Regions from separate parts of the Mus musculus genome. Here regions 1, 3 and 4 are each linked to region 2. Evidence: chromatin contacts called from public promoter capture Hi-C data. All regions are on one chromosome and are shown on one strand. Each heading gives the region's core, a stretch centred on a gene start, on an enhancer-like site or on the middle of the called end of the contact. The rest is flanking DNA. Distances are from core to core; before and after follow the strand shown.

What was found. Promoter capture Hi-C pulls out the DNA fragments that hold promoters and counts their contacts.
Region 1: a contact with region 2 is called in a promoter capture Hi-C map of pre-B cells, with 3 times the contacts expected there. The contact joins the enhancer-like site here to the promoter of Trappc11 in region 2. A contact is called at or near these places in 3 of 39 promoter capture datasets (the HPC-7 cell line, hippocampal neurons and pre-B cells) and 2 of 9 other capture datasets (adipose tissue and liver).
Region 3: a promoter capture Hi-C map of pre-B cells shows a contact between it and region 2, with 6 times the contacts expected there. The contact joins the promoter of Lrp2bp here to the promoter of Trappc11 in region 2. A contact is called at or near these places in 5 of 39 promoter capture datasets (hippocampal neurons, liver, neutrophils and 1 more) and 1 of 9 other capture datasets (adipose tissue).
Region 4: a contact with region 2 is called in a promoter capture Hi-C map of embryonic stem cells, with 3 times the contacts expected there. The contact joins the promoter of Helt here to the promoter of Trappc11 in region 2. A contact is called at or near these places in 3 of 39 promoter capture datasets (embryonic stem cells, hippocampal neurons and pre-B cells).

Annotation. Positions count from the first base shown.
Region 1 is chr8:46,511,340-46,514,039 of GRCm38.p6, forward strand. Acsl1 (acyl-CoA synthetase long-chain family member 1) reads left to right here. Exons shown (of 21, transcript NM_007981.4): 5 at 21-122; 6 at 1,952-2,051; 7 at 2,234-2,412. Among named protein-coding and RNA genes, the nearest start is that of Cenpu, 39 kb to the right of the region's middle. Within about 2 kb of position 1,427, at least 42 of the 459 cell types and tissues checked have an H3K27ac peak or open chromatin away from gene starts, as enhancers often do. A contact at or near this core is called in pre-B cells, where this site is marked.
Region 2 is chr8:47,532,173-47,534,913 of GRCm38.p6, forward strand. It overlaps Trappc11 (trafficking protein particle complex 11), which reads right to left and starts at 1,298. Exons shown (of 30, transcript NM_177240.3): 1 at 1,147-1,298. Rwdd4a (RWD domain containing 4A) reads left to right here and starts at 1,473. Exons shown (of 8, transcript NM_203507.3): 1 at 1,473-1,771. The coding sequence starts at 1,748.
Region 3 is chr8:46,009,224-46,012,106 of GRCm38.p6, forward strand. It overlaps Lrp2bp (Lrp2 binding protein), which reads left to right and starts at 1,379. Exons shown (of 9, transcript NM_026278.3): 1 at 1,379-1,577; 2 at 1,891-2,011; 3 at 2,723-2,835. The coding sequence starts at 1,912.
Region 4 is chr8:46,293,353-46,296,229 of GRCm38.p6, forward strand. It overlaps Helt (helt bHLH transcription factor), which reads right to left and starts at 1,319. Exons shown (of 4, transcript NM_173789.4): 1 at 672-1,319; 2 at 133-237. The coding sequence starts at 698.

The DNA.
Region 1 (2,700 bases), core at 177-2,676, 1.0 Mb before region 2:
TCTGCCTCCCTTTGTTGCAGGTGGCAGAACTGGCTGAGTGCATAGGCTCCGGGCTGATCCAGAAGGGGTTCAAGCCTTGCTCCGAGCAGTTCATCGGCCTCTTCTCTCAAAACAGACCCGAGGTATTAACCAGGAGCCGGCAGAGCCGCTCACTGTGCTGGGTCTCCAGGGCCCTTCGTGGTTCCCCCTGCAGCTGCTGGGGACTAGGCTTTGTTCTCTGGTTTAGGCTGAGTATAAGGCTTTGCGGTTTGTCTTAGAAAGTTCCAGGTATGAAAATGAGAACTGAGAATTTCTCTTCAACTTTCAAGAGAAAAAAAAAATCATCTCCCCTTAATTTTTTGTTTTGTTTGTTTTGAGTTTTCTTAATTCAGGTCATGAAACAAAATTCTTAGAAAAAAAGTGTCAAATCAGAAGTTTCTTACCTTCAAGGGCTACCTCTGAGACTGGATAAACAGGGTTAGTAAATTGTTAATAATAAATTACAGCAGAGAAGCTCGGATACATTTTTGTTAGTAGCAAACTCTTCCTCCTGAGAGGTCTGAGCCTTCCTTCCTTTCGATCAAATTTCCAAACCTAAGATACTGTGAAATATGCGCTATGAGCTGCTCTCCTTATAGATTTACAGCTGTTGATTGGATATGGAGGCTCACACGTAGTACTTAAGAAAAGAGACTTGAGGGGCTAGAGAGAAGGCTCAGTAGTTCAGAGCAGACACACACTGCTCCTCCAGAGACCAGAGTTTCCGTCCCAGAACCTACATCAGGTGGCTCACAAGTACTCAAAGCTCCAACTCCTCTGGTCTTATGGGTACCTACACACACACACACACACACACACACACACACACACACACACACACTTAAAAATAATTTTAGAAAAAAAAGACTTAAAATGGGGTGTTACTTTTAAAGTACTGCTAACAAGTTATATCAGCAATAACTATCTTGGAAAAATTCAAGCATCATTTTTTTTTTATTGCTGCTTATGTCCAGAAAAGTGTCTTGGTTTTCCTGTCCCTGTGTTGTGTCTGGTTTTATAAGTTCTTCTATCCATGGGTCTCATGTTCCTTGAAGAATCGTCACTGTCTATGGCTGGCCCATGCTTAGTCTTAAGGGGTGACTTGGTTTTCTTTTGAATCTCAGGGACAGATCCAAGCTTTTTCCATCAATAGAATTGTTATCATCTACCTAAACCACAAAACAGATCCTTCGTTTTAAGGGATAGATTACTGATGGTTTCTCTGAAATGTGATACGTGTGGATACAGGAAAGGACTGTGGGAGCCCAGCCAAGGAGAGATCCTGAGTAGAGTCTTGGAGGAAATCTTAAAACAAAGCAAAAACCACAGGCACAGCGCCGAGTCCACACCACATGCCTGTGACGGATCGGTCCTCTCCCACGGCAGCTGCTCCCTTTTCTGTGCTGTGATCAGCATCCTGTATGCCATTTGAAAAGTGCAGCTGAGATAAGGGCGTGTCTTGCAGTTGAAGAGGGACAGTGCCACATGTGCCTGGGAGATCAGTCAGTTCTAGGCAGCTGAGGTTAGTGGTAAGGTGACCCAGTTACTGTATCACTGCTGTCCCTGGTCACTTTACTAAGGGGATTTTTTTTTTCAAGACCACTTTCCGCTGTCTTAGCCTGTAATGATCGTTTCCTCAAACGCTTACATCAGTACAGCTTGATTTTAAGGAAGGGCAGATTGTTGTATGCAAACTTAAAGATTAATTTTTAAAGGGATATAAGGAGAAGATTTCAAGAATATGAAAAAGTTTAAAAGGAGGAGCAAGTCTTCTTGTTTGCTTTGAACTCTCCTGGAACCTGGCACACGGTGGGAGACAGACGTTAAGTTTGCTGCAGTGGATGCTTCTAATTTGACTCTCTGAGCATTGCCCTTGGCAGTGAGTGATTCTGGGGAGCCATCTCATTCTCTCTCTGTGACTTTTACCATTCAGTGGGTGATCGTCGAGCAAGGATGCTTCTCTTACTCAATGGTGGTCGTCCCGCTCTATGACACCCTTGGAGCTGACGCCATCACCTACATAGTGAACAAAGGTATGTCTTTGTCTTTGTGCCACCATAGCCCTAGGTATAGGCTTGATTCGATGACTTTACATTTATATATCTGCTTGGAAGGGGATATTACGTTTCAGTGTGCATCACTCTGGCATGCTAGTGTTTGTGTGTCAAGCTTTTAGCATCCTAGGGCTCACTCCTTATCACCTCTTCATTTACAGCTGAACTCTCTGTGATTTTTGCTGACAAGCCAGAAAAAGCCAAACTCTTATTAGAAGGTGTAGAAAACAAGTTAACACCATGCCTTAAAATCATAGTCATCATGGACTCCTACGGCAGTGATCTGGTGGAACGAGGCAAGAAGTGTGGGGTGGAAATCATCAGCCTCAAAGCTCTGGAGGTGAGTCCTTCCATACGGCCTTGTCTCTGAAGGGCTGGGTATGGTACCCAATGCCACTGTCATCCCAGTGCTGCTCAGCCACCTAAAGATACGGGACAAAATTCCCACCTGCCTATTGGACCAGGGTTAGGCCTGCGTGCTAAGAGTTGCTTCTGGGTTTTGTTTTGCTTGGCCTCGTTTTTTTAAGATGGTCCACCTCTGTAGTTGAGGCTGGTCTAGAGCCCACTGTGGAGCTCAGGGTAGCCTTGAACTTGCAGCAGTCTTTTCTTACCTTGGTCTCCCAAATGC
Region 2 (2,741 bases), core at 48-2,547:
CCCTTGAATATTGACCGGCTATAAGGGGAAGTAGAATAAACTTGCAAAGTTTTAAAATTAGCACCACCTGAGAGGTATACAGCATGAATCAAAGAAAAAAAAAGTCAAAATTTCCAGCAGTTATGTTAGAAGGGAAAAGAGAAGTTGGCTCAGAAAGCACTCCTGAAAACCCATCATTGGAGAGGCAGAGGCAGGGGGCAGTTTCAGGCCAGCCAGGGCTATGGAGATATCAAAGACAGCCTCCCAACTCCCCCCCAAAAGAAAAAGAAAGATGTGGGATTTTAGATATATTCTATTTTAGCCAACAATATTTTCCAAACATCATTATAAGTTATCGATGAACTTGTAAAAACCTATTTGTGCATTGTCTTCAAGCCTGTGCGTATTTTATAGGAACTGCACACCCTCCGTTAAACTAGCAGATTTCAAGTGCTCTCTAGCCTTCCCTTAGTTACTGGCTCTCACAGCTGACAGTGTAAATCTTTTCCAACAACGTCATGAAAACTACACCAGCAATCCCGGCTTTATTCTACCTTACAAGCTTGGACACTTGCAATGGTCCTGACTATGCTGTAGGAAAATTTAAAAAGGAACGGAACAGGACAAGTGTTGACTGAATAGATTTCAGTGACACACAGGAAAGAAATCGCTTCCTGATTTCCCGGAAAATAATGGAGAAACCAAGCAAACCATTGACAGAGAGGGAACATGGAGAAGTACAAAGTTAAGTCCTCAGCACCAGATCACCTCGTCAGTGCAATCTATCATAGAAGAGAAACAAGCTAACCCAATCAGAGTATCTACTAAAGAAGACGGCTATCAATAAACAGGTGGTTTGGGATGCAAGTCACCGGCTAACAAGCAAGGATTCAGAGACATCCGATTGCAAAACGCTCAAATGAAGAACCAAAGGGCTGTCCCTAGGATCTCAGCATTAGGCTCTAGTAGCTGCCACTGGGCAAGGAGAATAACCTCAAAGTCCTAGAAACTGACATTATTTTCCTCCACCACTCCCACCTCTCTGGCAATAATTCTTTGCAGGGGAAGGAGAAACGCCAAGATTGCATCGGTGGACGCCAAGGGGAAACGCAGGCCACCAAGCCAGCCGGGATAGCCTGGCCTGGAAGGTCTCTGGGCCCAACTCACCCTGGCCGCACGCCCTGGACCCGCTGCAGCTGCGGCGAGTCGCCGTCAGCCCCGAAAGAGGCAAGAGAGCCAGGCAGGGGCGTCTAGGAATGCGGCCACCGACAAGCAACAGCCCCAGCCGCAGACCGGGCGACAGAAGGCGACACTTCCTTTTCCCCGCCTCCGCTGGCACAGGAAGCACTTCCTGGGCTTGAGTGACAGCACTCCACACCAGTCCTGGAATAGAACGGGTTTCCTTGTTAGGAAGGTGTTCCATTTCCTAGAGGAGAAAGAGTTGGGGGCGGAAAGAGAAGGAGCCAATAGGAGACGCGATCGTGAGAAGGGGCGGGGCTTCCTCGGTACCGCCCATCAGTAACTGGTCAGAGGTCTAGGTGTCCCTTAACGTGATCCCGGTTCCCGATCACACATAACGCGATCCTGGGTTCCCGGCCCACAATCGACTGCCGGTGGCTTGGTGCTGCCGAGGATCTGGAGCGCACGAGGTCGTACCCACGGCTGCGAGGAGGATTTCTCTAGACCGAGGCGCGGAAACGGGGTGCCCCGGCCTCCCGCCCGCTGCCCGCCCGTTCATCGCGGTAGCGAACGCCGTGCGCCCGGCACGATGGGTGCCAACGAGGACCAAGAGGTGAGAACCCAGGACTAGACACCCCTGTCCCGGCGCAGGTCACGACGTGGAGCACCCAGACTTCGCACGTGTCCTTTGCTCTGAGAACCTTCTTCGCCTGTCCGGATGTCCCACGTTGGTGGTTCCCCTGCCAGATAGCACTGGGCAACCTTATGGCCAGCAAGCACGAATGGGTTACGTGAGACTCAGCCTCCCGCTTCCCTCATTTGTCATTTTTGTATTTAGGTCTTCCTAGATTTCCTTGGTAAGATGAGTGTCCTTGGTCCACGACCCTAGAGCACTTGGCCGTCCTTAAATCCCTTGTGTGGCTTAGCGCTTGTGTGTCGAGTTATTCTGTCTTCAAATCTGAACGCCTTTAAATTTGAAAACTTGTGGTCTCGTGGAAAGGGTCGATCGAGTAAGTAAAATCTCTACAGAAAAATGAATGACCCTGGTGTTTCGGTTTCTGTCCATAATGCTCAGTGAAGTCACTCCTCAGTCTGTTGTTGAGGGATATACAATATTTTTGAGCATCCTCATGTCAATCAGAATTTTGTAGTTTGTGTTTTGGTTTTTGTTGTTGTTGTTATTGGTGGTGGTGGTTTGTTTGCTTTGCAAAATATCAAAGTCGGAAGGAATAGGTCCTATAAATCACCTGTCATTGAACTTTCCAACTCTGTAATGTGTCCAGATGAAAAAGGAAAAAGAGCACCCTAGCTTGGTGAACGTGGTAGAGTAAGGATTAGAAGATAAATCCCACCTGGCGGTAGTGGTGTACGCCTTTAATCCCAGTGTTAGGGTGGCAGAGGCAGGCTGATGTCAGAGTTTGAGACTAGCCTGGTGTTCCAAAAATGCCTTCTCAAACAAAGAAGACAAATCTTATGTAGCAGTAGACTCCTTGTGTAGTAGTAGATACATAGTAATTTGTTGTTTGTTTTGAATATGTTGCTTAAAAATTAACATTTGACAATGTGGGTGTTAATAGAATCTA
Region 3 (2,883 bases), core at 129-2,628, 1.5 Mb before region 2:
TGGTCCTCAACCCATGTACCATGAGCCCTTGGGGTTACATACCAGATACTTACATTACAATTTATAGCAGTTATCAAAACTATAGTTACGGAGTAGCAAAGAAATAATGTTATGGTTGGAGGGGTCACCACAATATGAGGACCTGTATTAAAGGGCCACAGCATTAGGAAGGTTGAGAACCTCTGCTCTAAACCTTGTTAGATAGTAGCACACTGTATTAATGTCTTCAGAGAAATAACATCTTTTCATCTAGTTTGTGAGTGGTGGTTGACAGTAGGCTGTCATATTTGGATTGCTTTCTTCTATATATCTTACACATGTGGCTTCGTTCATTGGGAACTTTATATTCTTTAGTGGAAACTTAGATTTTGCAATATACATAATCCAATTACTTTACTTTTTAAAGATTTATTCTTATGAGTATGTGTATGTGTGTCTGCATGCATATATGTCCCATGTGAGGGGTGCCAGCAGAGCCGAGAAGTGGGTGGTCACTCTCTAGAGCTGGAGCTACAGGTGGTTGGGACCCACTCAAGGTGGCTTCTGGGAACCAAGTTCAGATCCTCTGGAAACACTTTGACTTGTTTTTTTTTGTTGTTGTTGTTGTTTTGTTTTAATTAATTTCTTTCTATTTTTATGTGTATGAGTGGTTTGACTGCATGTGTGTATGTGTATCACTAGAGAGATACATGTGTGTACATGTACACTAGGCACATGTGTCTAGTGACTGAATAAGTCAGAAGAGGGCATCCAATCCCCAGGAACTGTGTTACAGACAGTTGTGAGATGCCCTGTGGTGTGCTGGGAACTAAACCCTGATGCTCTTAACTGCTGAAACCACATCTCCAACCCAGTAACCAGCAACTTTGTTTTTTGTCTGGTTGTGGACAGGGTCTCACTATTTCGTCCAGGCTGCCTTGTACTAGCAGAGATCTGCTAACCTCAGCCTCCTGAGTGCCAGAATTAAAGACATTTCGCCACCATGCTGGGCCCATTAACTTTGTATATCAAGGAAAGGACACTTTAAGAACCTTTATTTCAAACTACAGATAAAGAAATTAGCTCTTAATTAACTCCTCCCACATACAGACATTTCAGTGATTTTATTTTATTTTTATTTTTTGCTGACTTAGTAAACCATGTCTTTTTTTTTTTTTTTTTTTGAGTTCCACTCTCATCCAATGAAGCAGCGTGTTGCCTAAAATAGTATCCTGTAAGTATGTAAATGCAGCTTTCCAATCACACAAAGCTTCTCTTAAGAACTTCTGTAGACCACCAATCAGAGAGACCTGGCCTGGGCGCTGGCTCCTGATTGGTGGAAGTAAGTTGAACCAGTAGAATGTCAAAGACCAAAACAGAAAGAAAAAAAAAAAAGCATAGCAACAACAGAGTTTGCTGTCTTCACTACTCTCAGCTTAGGCCAACCTGGACTCCTTCAACCCAAATGAGGTGGCCCCTACATTTTATATGAAGGCTCTGATTTACCATGCAGCAGTGGTCCATCTGGTAACATGGCAATCCAGTACAGACTGGAAGAGAAGACTGAGCAACAGAGCTAAAACACAGTGTATTCCCAGGTAAAACAGACGCATCCTGTCATCCGAAACGGATTACTCTGGCCAGTTTCAGTTAAAGGGCGACAGGAAAGTCCTCCGTGACAGGAGCAGCGACTGTGAGCGGTGTAGTCTGTTGCCACTGAGTGGCAGCAGTTGGGAATGACAGGACGCCCCCTGCCATGTGTGAATCCTTAGCCAGTCGGGATTTGTTGCTAGCTCAGGGTCCCTTGGCCAGGCAATGTGGGGCAGATGCTTCTGTGATGGGGAGTGAAGTCTCCCTTGGTGCTTTCCCGGGAGGAGAAATTGTAACCACCTATGTGTTCTTCCTTAACAGGACCCACATTGTGGAGACAGGATGAAGCTGAGCAGCGAGAAGTTGCCCAAAAACCCTTTCTCTCTGTCTCAGTATGCTGCCAAACAACAGAAATTCTTCCAGTGGAAGAAGGAAAAGCCCGGTATACATCTGAATAGTTAATTCTTGCTTGGAAACTATTTTTACTGAAATTCCATGTAAGCTTAGAATAAACAAAACAAACAAACAAAAACCCATGCCACTGGTTTCCAGGAGGTAGTTAATGTTATACTCCTTTCTGGCTTTCCTGGAGATTAGTGACCTTCTTACTCAGACAGCAAGCTGATCCTGGAGGTGTTTCACAATTCAAGCCTGATTACATTTTCACCCCTCCCCCCCCCAGCACTTAGGGATTCGTTCTAAAAAAGAGACGCCAGATGTTGCTTCCCTCAGAGAGCGCAACGCTGCGCTTTACTTCAAATGGATACTGAAAGCTATTTTTACATAAGCTTGTAAAAACTAAACTGGAGATGGCCAGCCCATTTGATTAGTAGTCCTAACATGGCTCAGGCTAAGAGTTTAACTCATTCACAGACAGCTTTGCCCAGTGCATGCAGAGACTGCATTGGAGTGCCTACCCGGCAGTGAACCCTCACCCAAGCACAATAAACACTTCTTGATTATGCCAGGTGTGTGTTGGTGCTGTGATCATGACTCTGCTTAGGTTATGTTCTTTCTCTGAGCTAAGCTTTAGGGATGAGAAGTTGGAAAGAAACTGAGATTAACAGCATCTAATGAATTCTACGTTACGTGTGGCTTCACGAGAGAACCTGCACGTTATATAACTAACACCGTTTTTGCCTTTCTGAATCAGATTATTACCTCCACGCTAATTTGGTGGATACAGCATTGCAGTTCCTGAAAGAAAGAATAAGAAGAGGGGATGCTATGGCATATTTTCTAAGAGGCCAACTCTATTTTGAAGAGGTAACAATAGTTCTTCCTCTTCTTCCTCCTCCTCCTCCTCCTCCTCCT
Region 4 (2,877 bases), core at 69-2,568, 1.2 Mb before region 2:
AAGATGCTGGCGTCAGAGAGGCTACTGCCGCCCAGAGTGGGGCGAGTTCTCTTAGGCCAGCAGCGTCTGTAGAGACTTTGGGGACTCTGCAGAGAGTGACAGTGGGGGAGTACCCAGCACCACAAACGTTACCTGTTTCGCCAGGGCCATAGGGACTGTCTTGCCCAGCTCGTTCAAGCAGCGGTTAATTCGGTCCCTCCTTCTCTTTTCTATCACTTTATGAGAAACCGGGGTTCTCTGTAAACAGAAAGTTTTGCATTTAAGATGGCTTCGCCCAAGGAGTCATCCAAGGCAAAGCTTCTGTGTTACAAGGGTCACTAATTCGCCAACCCGAAGAGACCCCTGCCCCGCCACACTAGACCAAGAGAGCTCTGTGTCCCCGGACTCAGAGCTCTGTGTCCGTGCTGGCTGGCTCTCTTGCCGTTCAACTTCCCTACACATCCCTGCCAAGGCCAAGCTAAGTGCCAAGGCTCTGGGACGTGGCCACCCGCCTCCCAGAGTGAGCTGTCTCCAATCAAGGACTCTCCTTCCAGTCTCTGTTCCCTTTCCAAACCACTCTGGATTTCTCCACACTTAAAGTTCTGGGTGGCACATCTTAGTCATCTATCCAGCCAGATGTCAGGTTAGTTGGTGAGTCACACTCTTCCACCACCAGAGCGCAAGGAACTCACTTTGCGTTCCTTGAGCCTGTCAGACATTCTGGTGTGCGTGCGCGCCCTCGGCAGAGGCGGTGGCGCGAGGCACTCGTCCACGTTCCACCTCGTGTGCCTCTTCAAGTGTTCCAGGTAGACTGCAGCCTCCCAGGTCCGAGGGGGCTCCCTTTATAAAGCAGCCATCTAGGACTGCAAGTGCATTCTCACGCGCTGAATTATTCCATAGGATTAGGAGTTCTGCGTTTGGAGCATGTATGCATTCAAGGTCAGTTTTAAAGAAGTTGACAAAAAAATTTTTAGCAGCCGAGGGGGGCGAGGTGGGGGCAGATCAGCTTTGTTAATCCACGTGGCTCTTCAAAGGACACGTGATTCGTCCAGGAATAACATTTGCATGGCAACAGGCACCTCAGGAAGAGGGGGCGAGAAACTGGAGCCGGCGGACCAGCGAGCGCCTGCACTCTTAGCCGGCGCAGAGCGCAGGGGCGCAGTGGCTGCGGGCACCGGGGGGCGAGGACCTTCACAAAACAGCGTCGCTTCCTTTAGTCCCACCGCTGAGTCTCACACGATCGCCTGTTTACAAATCCCAGCAAGCCCGCGGTCCCAGCGCCGAGTGCGTTTTAAAGCCTGTCCAGAGTCATTAAAGTAATTAAGTAAGCCTTTAATAGGCTGTTCCGCCGGGTTCAAGGGAGAGCTTCTGGAGACGGAGGCGCCCCGTTTGTTCCCAGGCTTTTCTCACACGACTTGGTGACACGTCCGTCTCCCCCCTTTTTGTTTACACCGCTTTATTTGTCCGGACATCCCGGCAGGTGTGGGGCTGCGGCTGGCACACGAGGCTCCCGCCTCGCTTCGCCCCTCCCGCGGGCCTTTGGCACGCGACTCTCTCCTCCCCCCGCCCCAGTCTCTGACCAAATCCTCTGCTTTCTTTTCTCCCCCCTCCGGCTCTCTCTTCGCGGGGGGAAGAGGCTCAATTTGTAGCCTATTATCCTATAGGAAAATGTCCATTGAAAAGTATGAATAGTTTCATTGGGCTAAATTTTAATAATGCCAAGAGTGGGGTGGAGGACAGACAGGCGGGTGTGTGTGTGTGTGTGTGTGTGTGTGTGTGTGTGTGTGTGTGTGTGTGTGTGTGAGGGGGGTGGGAGGATTGGGGCAACACAGAGGAGAGTGGGCCGAGAAGAAAAGGGAGAATGCAGCTGGCCCAGGCGAGCATTATGCGCCGTCACCTGCATGAGGGGGCGCCTACAGACCCCTATTCATTTGCCTAATTTTGGTCAATTTAACAAACTTCAGGAGAAATTATTGTGGCTTTGTCAGGGAGGGTGAAGCCTTCTGATCGAATTAACAGCATGTTTTGATCCGGTAAATGTCATTAGAAAGGGAGAAACAATCGCGCTTAGAGGGCTCTGGGTAATGCGCCCAAGTGGAGACGCCAAAGCGCACAGCTCACAAAGGGAGCAAGTAGCTGCCACAGGGAACTTTTGTACCCGCCCATCGCCCAAGTTTTGACACAAAAAGGCATTATTTCATACTTGAATACGTTTAATCCAACGATTGTCTATTTTTTGCAAACATATTTTCACAGCATTGTTAACTTTTTATGTCCCCCTCTCGCGGGCGCCTTTTCTTAACGTTTGGGGGCGGGAGAGCGCAGACACTTTGGGCATCAATATTTGTCACTGAAAAGGGTCCCGTGAAGTTAGGGAATTTGATCTCTTTTTTATGGTTTTAGAAAGCGAAATATGGGGGGGGGGGAGGGAAGAGACGGACAGAAACTCAGAAGGAAACTTACTGGACAGGCCCAGAGGGAAGGAGGGGGTGGCAGTTCCTGGGAACTCTCTCTCTTTGCTCGCTGTGTCTTTGCCTTGAGCCTGCTGTACAGCCCCAGACCTCTACCAACCAACCTCTCATTGCTGCCTCTGGGCATGTGGGGGGTGGTGGAGGGGGCGAGCTTTCCTTCATATAAAAACAATAAAAATGACCTTTGCTTTATGACTTTATTCCAGAGTCAGCAAGTTCTCATCTGTTCCCAATCTTTCTCATCTGGGAACAAGGAAAACCACCCTTCAAGTGTCGCCTTAGTCCCTTTGCCCCCCACCGTGGAGTAAATTCTCTCTATTCTGCTAGACAACAGCAGGCCCAAGGCTTATCCCTTTGGGGAGTGCCAGTCCCTTGCCAGAGGTAGGTAGGTAGGTAGGTAGGCAGGGTGGGTCCCTGCAGCACCTAG